Linked DNA regions of Capra hircus: region 1 is linked to region 2. Evidence: chromatin contacts called from public Hi-C data. All regions are on one chromosome and are shown on one strand. Each heading gives the region's core, a stretch centred on a gene start, on an enhancer-like site or on the middle of the called end of the contact. The rest is flanking DNA. Distances are from core to core; before and after follow the strand shown.

What was found. A called contact is a pair of places that touch in the nucleus more often than the background predicts.
Region 1: a contact with region 2 is called in a Hi-C map of blood, with 1.8 times the contacts expected there. The contact joins the promoter of CEBPE here to the enhancer-like site in region 2. A contact is called at or near these places in 3 of 5 Hi-C or Micro-C datasets (blood and liver).

The regions. Positions count from the first base shown.
Region 1 is chr10:79,681,048-79,685,376 of ARS1.2, forward strand. CEBPE (CCAAT/enhancer-binding protein epsilon) reads right to left here and starts at 2,660. Exons shown (of 2, transcript XM_005685252.3): 1 at 2,042-2,660; 2 at 955-1,482. The coding sequence starts at 2,551. The coding sequence ends at 1,147.
Region 2 is chr10:79,629,559-79,633,975 of ARS1.2, forward strand. It overlaps ACIN1 (apoptotic chromatin condensation inducer in the nucleus), which reads right to left. Exons shown (of 19, transcript XM_018054585.1): 10 at 1,626-1,668; 11 at 637-767; 12 at 390-506. Among named protein-coding and RNA genes, the nearest start is that of CDH24, 6.8 kb to the left of the region's middle. Within about 2 kb of position 3,138, at least 1 of the 5 cell types and tissues checked has an H3K27ac peak or open chromatin away from gene starts, as enhancers often do.

The DNA.
Region 1 (4,329 bases), core at 1,410-3,909, 51 kb after region 2:
GTAACCAGCACGAGGTCACACAACTAGCAAGTAGCAGAGGGAAATTCAAACTGAGGCTGTCAAGCACTGTCATATTATGCCTCTCAGGCTAGAGTTCTATGAAAAAACTGCTTTCCACATGGGGTTCATTGCACAGGGAGGTTGTCATCCTCCTCATTATCAATTTTATTGTATATGAACGGGTCTCGAGGCCTTTCCCAACTGATTCATCCCCCAAACACTCAGATTCTTTAAGGAACCTATGCCCCCAAGGAATGGAGGACAAAGGTGGGCACGGGTGGGTTGGAAGCATGGAGGTCTGTCAGTCTGGTAGACTGAAGTTTGGGAACTGGGGAGAAGGGATTGAGTCTCAGATCAATTGTTGCTGCGCTGATGTGCTCAGTCGTGGCCAACTCTTTGCGACCCCATGGACTGTAGCCTGCCAGATTCCTCTGTCCATGGAATTTTCCAGGCAAGAATACTGGAGTGGGTTGCCATTTCCTTCTCCTCAGATCAATTGCTGAGTGACCATAAATACATCAGAGCCATCTGGAATTTTCCCTCAGTCTCCTGGGGCAGGAAGTCCCAGAGCTACACCTCAAGGTGAGAGAGAATAGGCTAGGGTCGGCAGGCCTGGGCAGGAGGGCCTGGAGCTATGGAGATCTCCCTGCAAACCACAGAGCTCTGCTAAGGGAATGTCCAGAGGCCACTCCAGGTCCTCTAGGGTGGGAGTAGAGTGGGCCACGTCCAGGGAGAGAAGAACAGAGGGACAGATACCAGACCTGGCTGTGTGGTATGCTGGGGGACAGCTATGGGCAGCTTGTCTGCTGAATTTCCCAAGTGTTTATTTGGGCCTGGAATCGAGAGGTATACAGACCTAGCCTTGCGCATTCCCTGCCCGCAGAGCCTCCATCACACACACACCCAGACACCCACACCCCCACACCGGCCCAGGCCCAGTGCACAGCCCCAGCACCAAGTCATATGCAGTTTTATTCAGCCACAGAATCATCATGCCGGGCCTGCCCTCCTCCTTGCCCCCTGCTGCCACTTGCCCGTGGTCTCTCTCTGGCTGGGCCTGAGAGGGGCTCTGGGCCCCAATGAGGGCGGGTGTCCGAAAGGTCAGGCTGGGCTCGGGAGCTGGGGCCCTCAGTCTGCCAGGTGGGCTCAGCTGCAGCCCCCCACGCCCTTGATGAGGTTGGCGGCCTCAGGGATCTGGCGGAAGAGGTTGCGCAGCGTGTCCAGCTCCTGGGTCAGCTGTTCCACGCGGCTGCGCAGGCGCTCGTTCTCGGCCATGTACTCCAGCACCTTCTGCTGCGTCTCCAGGATGCGCCGCTTGGCCTTGTCCCGGCTCTTGCGCACCGCGATGTTGTTCCGCTCCCGCCGCAGCCGGTACTCCAGGCTGTCTTTGTTCACCGCCTTCTTGCCCTTGTGTGAGGGGCCCGCTGGGGAGGGCGCCTTGAGGAGCGGGCTGCAGGGGGGCGCGGCAGCGGCCAAAGGGGCCTGCAGGGGGAGGCACGGAGGGAAAGGAGTGAGGGTGTGGGGCAGGAATCCCACCAGCCGGAACACGCGAGGGGCGTCCGAGGGACGTGGGATTCAGGGCTAGCTCCTGGCCCCGTCAGAACGACCACCGCCCTGCCAGGACCCGCGGCTTGGACCCATACTGCCTTTCCTGTCCCCCACACGCTCTGAGGCCATTTTCCTTCCATCTGTCTTGAGTCTCCAGTTCTACCCTCAGCAGGCATTTCCTCTTCTAGAAGCAGGAGGCAGCACAGAAATGAGAGGAGGGGGCTGGTGGGCAGCAGAGAAGCTGGAGGGGGGTGCCCTTAGATCAAGGCAGGCCAGCTGGTCACAGAGACTGCAGGACACATGGGTTCCAGCCACACAGTGGGGCTTCAGGTGGGAGTGAATTCACAGAGAGGCCAAGCGGGGTCATGGCTAGGTGCAGAGCACAGAGGGCTTGGGTGGGTAGATTTCACACAGCAACACCACACATGGACCCCGAGCACACGGCCTCCCTCCAGCCCCTGGGTGGCAGGGAGGAGAACTGAGCTGTTCTTACCTTAAGGACGCGCAATGGCTGGCTGGGTGACGCCAGGCCTGGGGGCAGGTGCATGGCTGTCTGTCCACAGTGTGCCACTTGGTACTGCAGAGGGTTGTAGCCGCTGCGGCTGGCCCCCCGGCTGCCCTCAGGCCCCCTAGGCTCCTCCTTCACGGCCACGGCCCTGGGGTCGTAGCTCCCTGGGCTGCTGTAGATGCCAGGCCCCAAGGCCTTCCTGTCGGGGCCGAAGGTATGTGGGGGATAGGTGAAGGGCCGTGGGTCAGCCGGCAGGTAGTGGGGGAAGGCAGGGGTCCCGGGGCCCTTAAGGCCTCGGGCCTCAGGGGCCGGCTTCACGGCGAAGAGGTCGGAGAGGAGCTGTTCTTCCCCAGACTCGATGTAGGCAGACAGGTCGATGGAGGCCTCATGCTCACACATGTCCCCCAGCTCCCCAGGCCCCGCGCGGGCCCCTGAGAACTCCAGTGGCTGCTGGCCAGCGCGGGGCTCGCACTCGTAGTAGGTCCCGTGGGACATGGCCGGCCCGCCCCCTCGGCTCCCCGCCCCTGGCCGCCCTGCTCTTGGGGCACCCTCCGGGATGCTCGGCTGTCTGTCTCCCCCTGCCCTAGATCTGCCCTCTCCGATCTCCGCCGTCACCCACTCCTGTGTGGTCTCTCTCCTCCCTCCTCTGCTGTTTCCTTTTCCTTCCTCTGTAGTCAATGCCTCTTTTCTCTTCCCTTTTTTCCCCTCTCTCCCTGGGGTGACTCAGGGAGGGGCAGGGCGCACCCCAGAGGGAGGGATGTAAGCCTTAGAGAATCGGAGCCTCTGGCCTATTTAGCAGATGGGGGCTACTCTGGTCAGGCTCCAAGCCAGGGTTCTAAGATGCCCGGGAGCCAATGCTTCTGGGAATGTCTCCCCCTCCTAGTCAAGTCCGGGGGGCGGGGGTTCCAGAATTCTCGTTGAGGGCAACACCTCACTCTGAGTGTCCTTCTTCCTCTGACTTCCAAATGTCCTGTGCAGAAAGTGCCCAGTCAGAAGGAAGAGAGGAACCCTCTTCCAGTGCCGACCCCCAGCCTGATCCGAGCTCCTCCCTGGACACACCTCCTTCTCAGTCCCCCCCCTCCCGCTGCAACAGTACTGGGCTCCACCTACCCCCAGAGCCACCCTGTTCCTTTCGTAGTCCCACCTCTCCAAACCACTCTCCTGGGTGCAGGTCAGGGATGTTGTTTGAGGGGTTTAGGAAGCAGTGATGGGCTTCCCAGATGGCTCAGTGGTAAAGAATCTGCCTGCAGTGCTAGAGACGCAGGAGATGCAGGTTCGACCCCTGGATTGGAGGAAATGGCAACCCACACCAGCATTCTTGTCTGGAGAATCCCATGGACAGAGGAGCCTGGTGGGCTACAGTCCACAGGGTCACAGAATTGGATGCAGCTGAAGCGACTGAGCACAGCACACACAGAGGAAGCAGTGATAAGTCTGGGACCAAGCCATACACTAGGATCTGTCTTCTGGAGCAGAGCAGGCTCTTCTAAGTTTTGCACGGGGTCTGTGCAATAGCCCAAGCCTTCACATGTTTCCAGCCCAGGCTACCTCTAGCAACCTGGCACTGTCCCTGACTGCCCTGTCTTGGCAGGGCTGGTCAGGGCTTGGGCTCCATGCCCCAGACCCTGGCGGCCTCAGCAACAGCTGCGCTCCTCTGGTGGCTCCAGCGCCTGGCCTGTGCTGCCAGAGCCTCGGGCTGGCGCTCTGCCCTGTACAGGTCCTGAGGGCTCTGCCCGTTTCCTGTGGCCGGGCCGCAGGGCTCAGGAGCTCGCTGCAGCTTGGTTGCTCTTTTTCCTTCTGCATGGCCGTTCTCTGACCTCGATGCGTGTCTCTTGGGTCCACTTCCTCTTGTGAGGCTTGACAAAAGCCTTCTCTTTTGTCATCACCTCTTCCTGGGGCTCTGTTTCAGGGTCTCAGGGAGAAGCCCACGGCTCGCTCTCTGCACTTTTGGGCTCAGACCGGGCCCCCTCGCCCTTCCCCTTTCTCTTTCCTCTGGGAACTCCTTACTCCCTCCTGTCAGAGACACTGGCTTTTACCTGTCACATTTCATCTGCAAAAGGGAGACAATGTTGTTGTTTAGTTGCTAAGTTGTGTCTGACTCTTGCCATCCCATGGACTGTAGCCCACCAGGTTACTCTCTCCATGGGATTTCCCAGGCAAGAATACTGGAGTGGGTTGCCATTCCCTTCTCCAGGGGATCTTCCTGACCAAGGGGTTGAACCTGAGTATTGGCAGTTCAATACGGCAGGCAAATTCTTTACCACTGATCCACC
Region 2 (4,417 bases), core at 1,888-4,387:
ATTTCATTATTAGGGTCACCTCCGCCAGGTCCTGGGACTGGTAAGACCTTAACTCATCCATGAGGAAAACTAAGGCATGAATTGGCAAATTTTTTTCTGTATAGAGCAAGACAGTAAACATTATAGAATTTGTGAGCCATACAGTTCCAACTAGTCAATTCTTGATATTATAGCACGGATGCAGCCATAGAGAAAAGTATATAAACTGGTGTTAACTGTGTTCTAACAGAACTTCATTACAGGCAACAGGTTAGATTTTGTATTCTGCGGACCCCTACAAAGGTCAATTAAGCCAACCCCCTGCACAGATTTCCCTTCTAGAGCTCCACCTTAGCAACTCACTCTGCATTCAGACCCCCCTCCCCCAAAGTGGGGCACAGGAGCCTTACCTGAGTGACAGTCCGGCATATTTTCAGCCCCTTGTCATGGGTCCCATCATCACCATTACGCTCTGTCTCATCCTCAGAGATTCGGGAGTCGTCAGCATGAAGATCCACAACAGCCTCCTGCCCCGCCAGGGGTTTGATGTCGGGGATGAGGCTCTGGGACACAGATACCCCCCACCCCGTTACACTGGGCCCATGTCTACTCCCACCGCATGTCTCATCCTCCCTTCCCCGGCCCCTCCCACCTCACCTTGAGTGATTCGGTGGTGATACTGATGGAAGGTTTCTTCTGGGTGGCGGCTGTGCTGGCTCCCCAACGCCGCTTCCGACTAGGCTGGCCCCCCTCTGTGTCACTGTTTCCAGCCGGCACCCCCTTGGTAGCTGCTGTCCCCAAGAAACAGGACCCCACAGTTAGATGGTCCCAGGCTCTCTGCTGGTTCACACCACAACACCCACAGATAGCCTTCAACTGGAATTTTAGTGAAAGATTAACTTAAGGATATCACTTTGGGGGACTGGTGAAATCGTGTTTCAGAGTAAATGGAAAGCCTGGAGCCACTTCCTGAAAGATTAAAACTACTGATCTCTGAAGGCAAAAAGGGAGAAGTAACTAGGCTGGTGAGCATTTAAACTTTCACTGGTAGAAAAACCTGAAGCACTGGGGAAGACATACTGAGGATGACATGGGAATGAGAAGACTGTATGATAATAAAATTCAAGTTAGTTTTAGATCATGACATGACCTGGTTATGCTTTAGATAGTATTAACACTAATAGATTGATATTTAAGTCATAAAGATCTATTAAATACTACACTTTTGTCAACTTAAAAGAGTTCTTCATTGAAAAATGCTCAAGGTGTTGCTGTTTGAGGTGTGGGAACTCTCCTTTTCTCAGATGTGCTCTTAGAATAAGGCATAAACTGGTAAGCATTTTATAGGAATTCCTCAAACCTACTCCTGAAAAAAGCAGGACTATGGATAAGTAATGGTGAGACACTTCACAGTGTATCTCATTAGGGTTAAGAAAGAAATTGGGGAAAAATAACAAGAATTGTTTATGAAGTTCTGAATTATAAACTGGAGCCTTAACTATGCCATAGATTTGCTGGGTAGAGTTGCTGGGATGGGAAGGGGCGACCCAAGAATGCCACTGAGAGAGAATGGAAGTCTGTCTCTTTGTGCACTCTGAGTCTTATGGTGCTCTGGACCTGCATCAGGGATTTGGGGCTAGACTTACAGACAACGGAGATCTTCCTCTTGAATGATTTGGGCAGCAAGCTCTGTATAGAGAAGAAAGGGGGAAAAAAAAAAAAAAGAGAAAGAGACACACCCCACAGAGAGGTGGAAAGGAGGTTAGATGGGGCAGTCTTAGCACAGGTTCCAAAGACACAGAGAGATAGAGACACAGAGACAGACAGACCGAAACAGAAGCGGCAAACGGCAAAAACGAAGCAGAATCAATGCAAGTTAGAGAAAAAAATAAAACCAAACATCACAGCAGGGAAAAGTCATCTAGTCCATACCACACCTATGTATTAGCTTAACCAGAAATAAGCTGCAAGAATTTCAGTGGCCTCCCAGCCCCTTAAAAGCACTGGTCATGCCCTCTTCCACTGGTGTCTATGGATGGAGAGGATGCGAGACCCAACAAGCTATGCCCAAAACTGAGTTATTTAGTCTTTCTAAGGTCTTCCTTGCTAACTGGAGCAAAATATGAGTAAACAAGGAAAACCAACTTTGGGATGGCAACTGTGACGATATAACCCTCCTCCTCTACTCAGTGCCCAGCCTGACATCCACTGACAGTGGCTCTGAGCAGCTTGGACAGCAGACTGTTAAAACTGCCTGGATCGCTGCCACACTGTGGAAAAGGGCAGCACCAGACTCACTGGAGAGGAGCCTCTGAAGCCAAGTGCCGGCAGGAAGAATTTAAAGGTGTCTTTGGTAAAGACAGATTTTATGAAGGGCAGACAGTACCCAGGAAGTTTCAGACTTTCCGACCACTGTGCAGAGCTCTAGCAGAGCCCTACTATGTCATCTCCAAACAGGGCTTATGCCTTAGGGGCTCTGTCAATGACCAGAAACTTCCAAACTTGCTTTTGAGCAAGTTTCTGCCCCTAAACACTCAGTGGAAGACTGTGGACAGAGCAAAAAGAGGAAGAGAAAGCGAAAAGGGGAATAGAGCATTTTCAGATTTAGGTGCTTATTTCTGGAAAAACTAAGACCTACCACCCTTCTAAAGGGTAGGGCAGGAGCCCTCTTGATGAAATCCCTTTCCCCCATCCAACCCCCAGCCCCGTTTGTGTTGTCTAACCAAGTCTCCTTGGTCTCCTTTAAGGGCCAGCCTGACCCCTAGCCAGGCTGCTCTTGATGGGTAAGTTAGTGAGAAAAAAAAAAGTCTTAATTAAAACAGGTAGAACATGAACCAAATAAATAAATCCAATAAAGAAATCAGAATAAAGATAAAGAAAAAAAATAAAAATAAAAGATTAAAAAAAGAGGAGAAAGAAGAAAATAAAGAGGAAAATAAACTAGGAATATGACAAATGTTCCAGGTACCATCTCACACCTGGGATCTTCAGTTCAGCCAATCGCACCTCACTGTGTACTGTATCTAGTCAACCGCCGGTCCAATCAGAATGAGCCCTCCCTGCTAGGCGCTCTGCATTTGGTGGGGGGTTGGGTTGGCAAAAAAGGTGGGCGCACGGCGTGGTGGTCGGCACGGCACTGCCAGAGTCCTCCCAGGGGCGCACGGGGGCGGGAGGGAAACGTGTGGGGGGACGCTGCCCAGTTTCCATGATGTCAAGACAGTTCACTGGCGGTGGCCAGGCTCAGCGAGGGGTACAGGGGGAACAGGGGCAGAGACATCAGTTCTGGCCCTGTAGGGGCATCATCCTGTAGTCCCTGATGAGATGGCCTGTGAGTAGCAGGAATGGTCCTGGCCTTTTATCGTGAGAGGCAGGCAGGACCCTATGTCCACCAGTGGCAAGCTGCAGCAACACCACCACCCAGTGCTTGGAATCCAGGTGATGACTCCAGAGTCCCTTTCTCCTCTGCCTGTAACTGGGGAGGGGGTCCTCTCACCGAGTGGGTTCATGAAGCCTCTGTTGAAGGCAGCCTGGGGGTAGTAGGTGGATAGCCCCAGGACCTGGCACACATTCAGCAGCAAGGTCAGAATACTTTTCTTCTGAGTGGTGTGTGGCATCTCCTCAGGGACTCCAGCTGAGACAGTGGTTCCAGTCAGGTGGATGGATGAGCCCCTGCCTCCAGGGATGGAGGAGAAGTTGGAGCAACCAACATGCTGCCCTTCACCATGGACAACAGGGACCAAAGGAAAGTCCATCTGATGAGCAAATGATGATACATGGCTGGGCTGTCATCAGCATTAAATCCCTGGGCTCAGACCCTAGACTTCTCTGCAGGGTTCCTAGTCGTCACAGCTTAAGCCGAGAGCCCCACTTGGCATTTTACAGCTGGCACTGTGATCACAAACATTGACTCTTTAGGAGGTCTTGGTGCCCTAGTTGGGGATCCCAACAGTCTGCAGCAAACAAGGCAACCCACAGTCCTCAAAAGGGCAAGGGCGTGTGGGCAGGCGCCCCAGCGCTGGCACAAGCTCTTCTCGGGGTGTCCCAAAGAGGGAGACGATGCAAGTCCACCCCTTTCCAAATGCTTTTTGCTTTCTTAATACAAGTCTCTCCAGAACAGTGCTCTTCTTGGCCCCCTGATGTAAGCAAGGCAGGGAGGCAAAAGGGGGCCCATCACAGGATCCCATACACATGCCCCCCTCTGGCCAAGACACCTGGATAGCAGACTCGGCTCTGACTGGGCAGCTCAGTAGCAGCGGTTGGGTCCAGAGGAAGAGGCGGCATCAGCGATTGGCCAGTTGGGCAGGGTTATATTTTACGGGCGGATTACCGTACATGAGGTACTTGGACAAAGTTTTACGGGGAAGAAGGACCTTGTAATAAATAATATTCTGCACATCAAATCACTTTCACCGGCCCCCACCCCCGCAACACACACCAA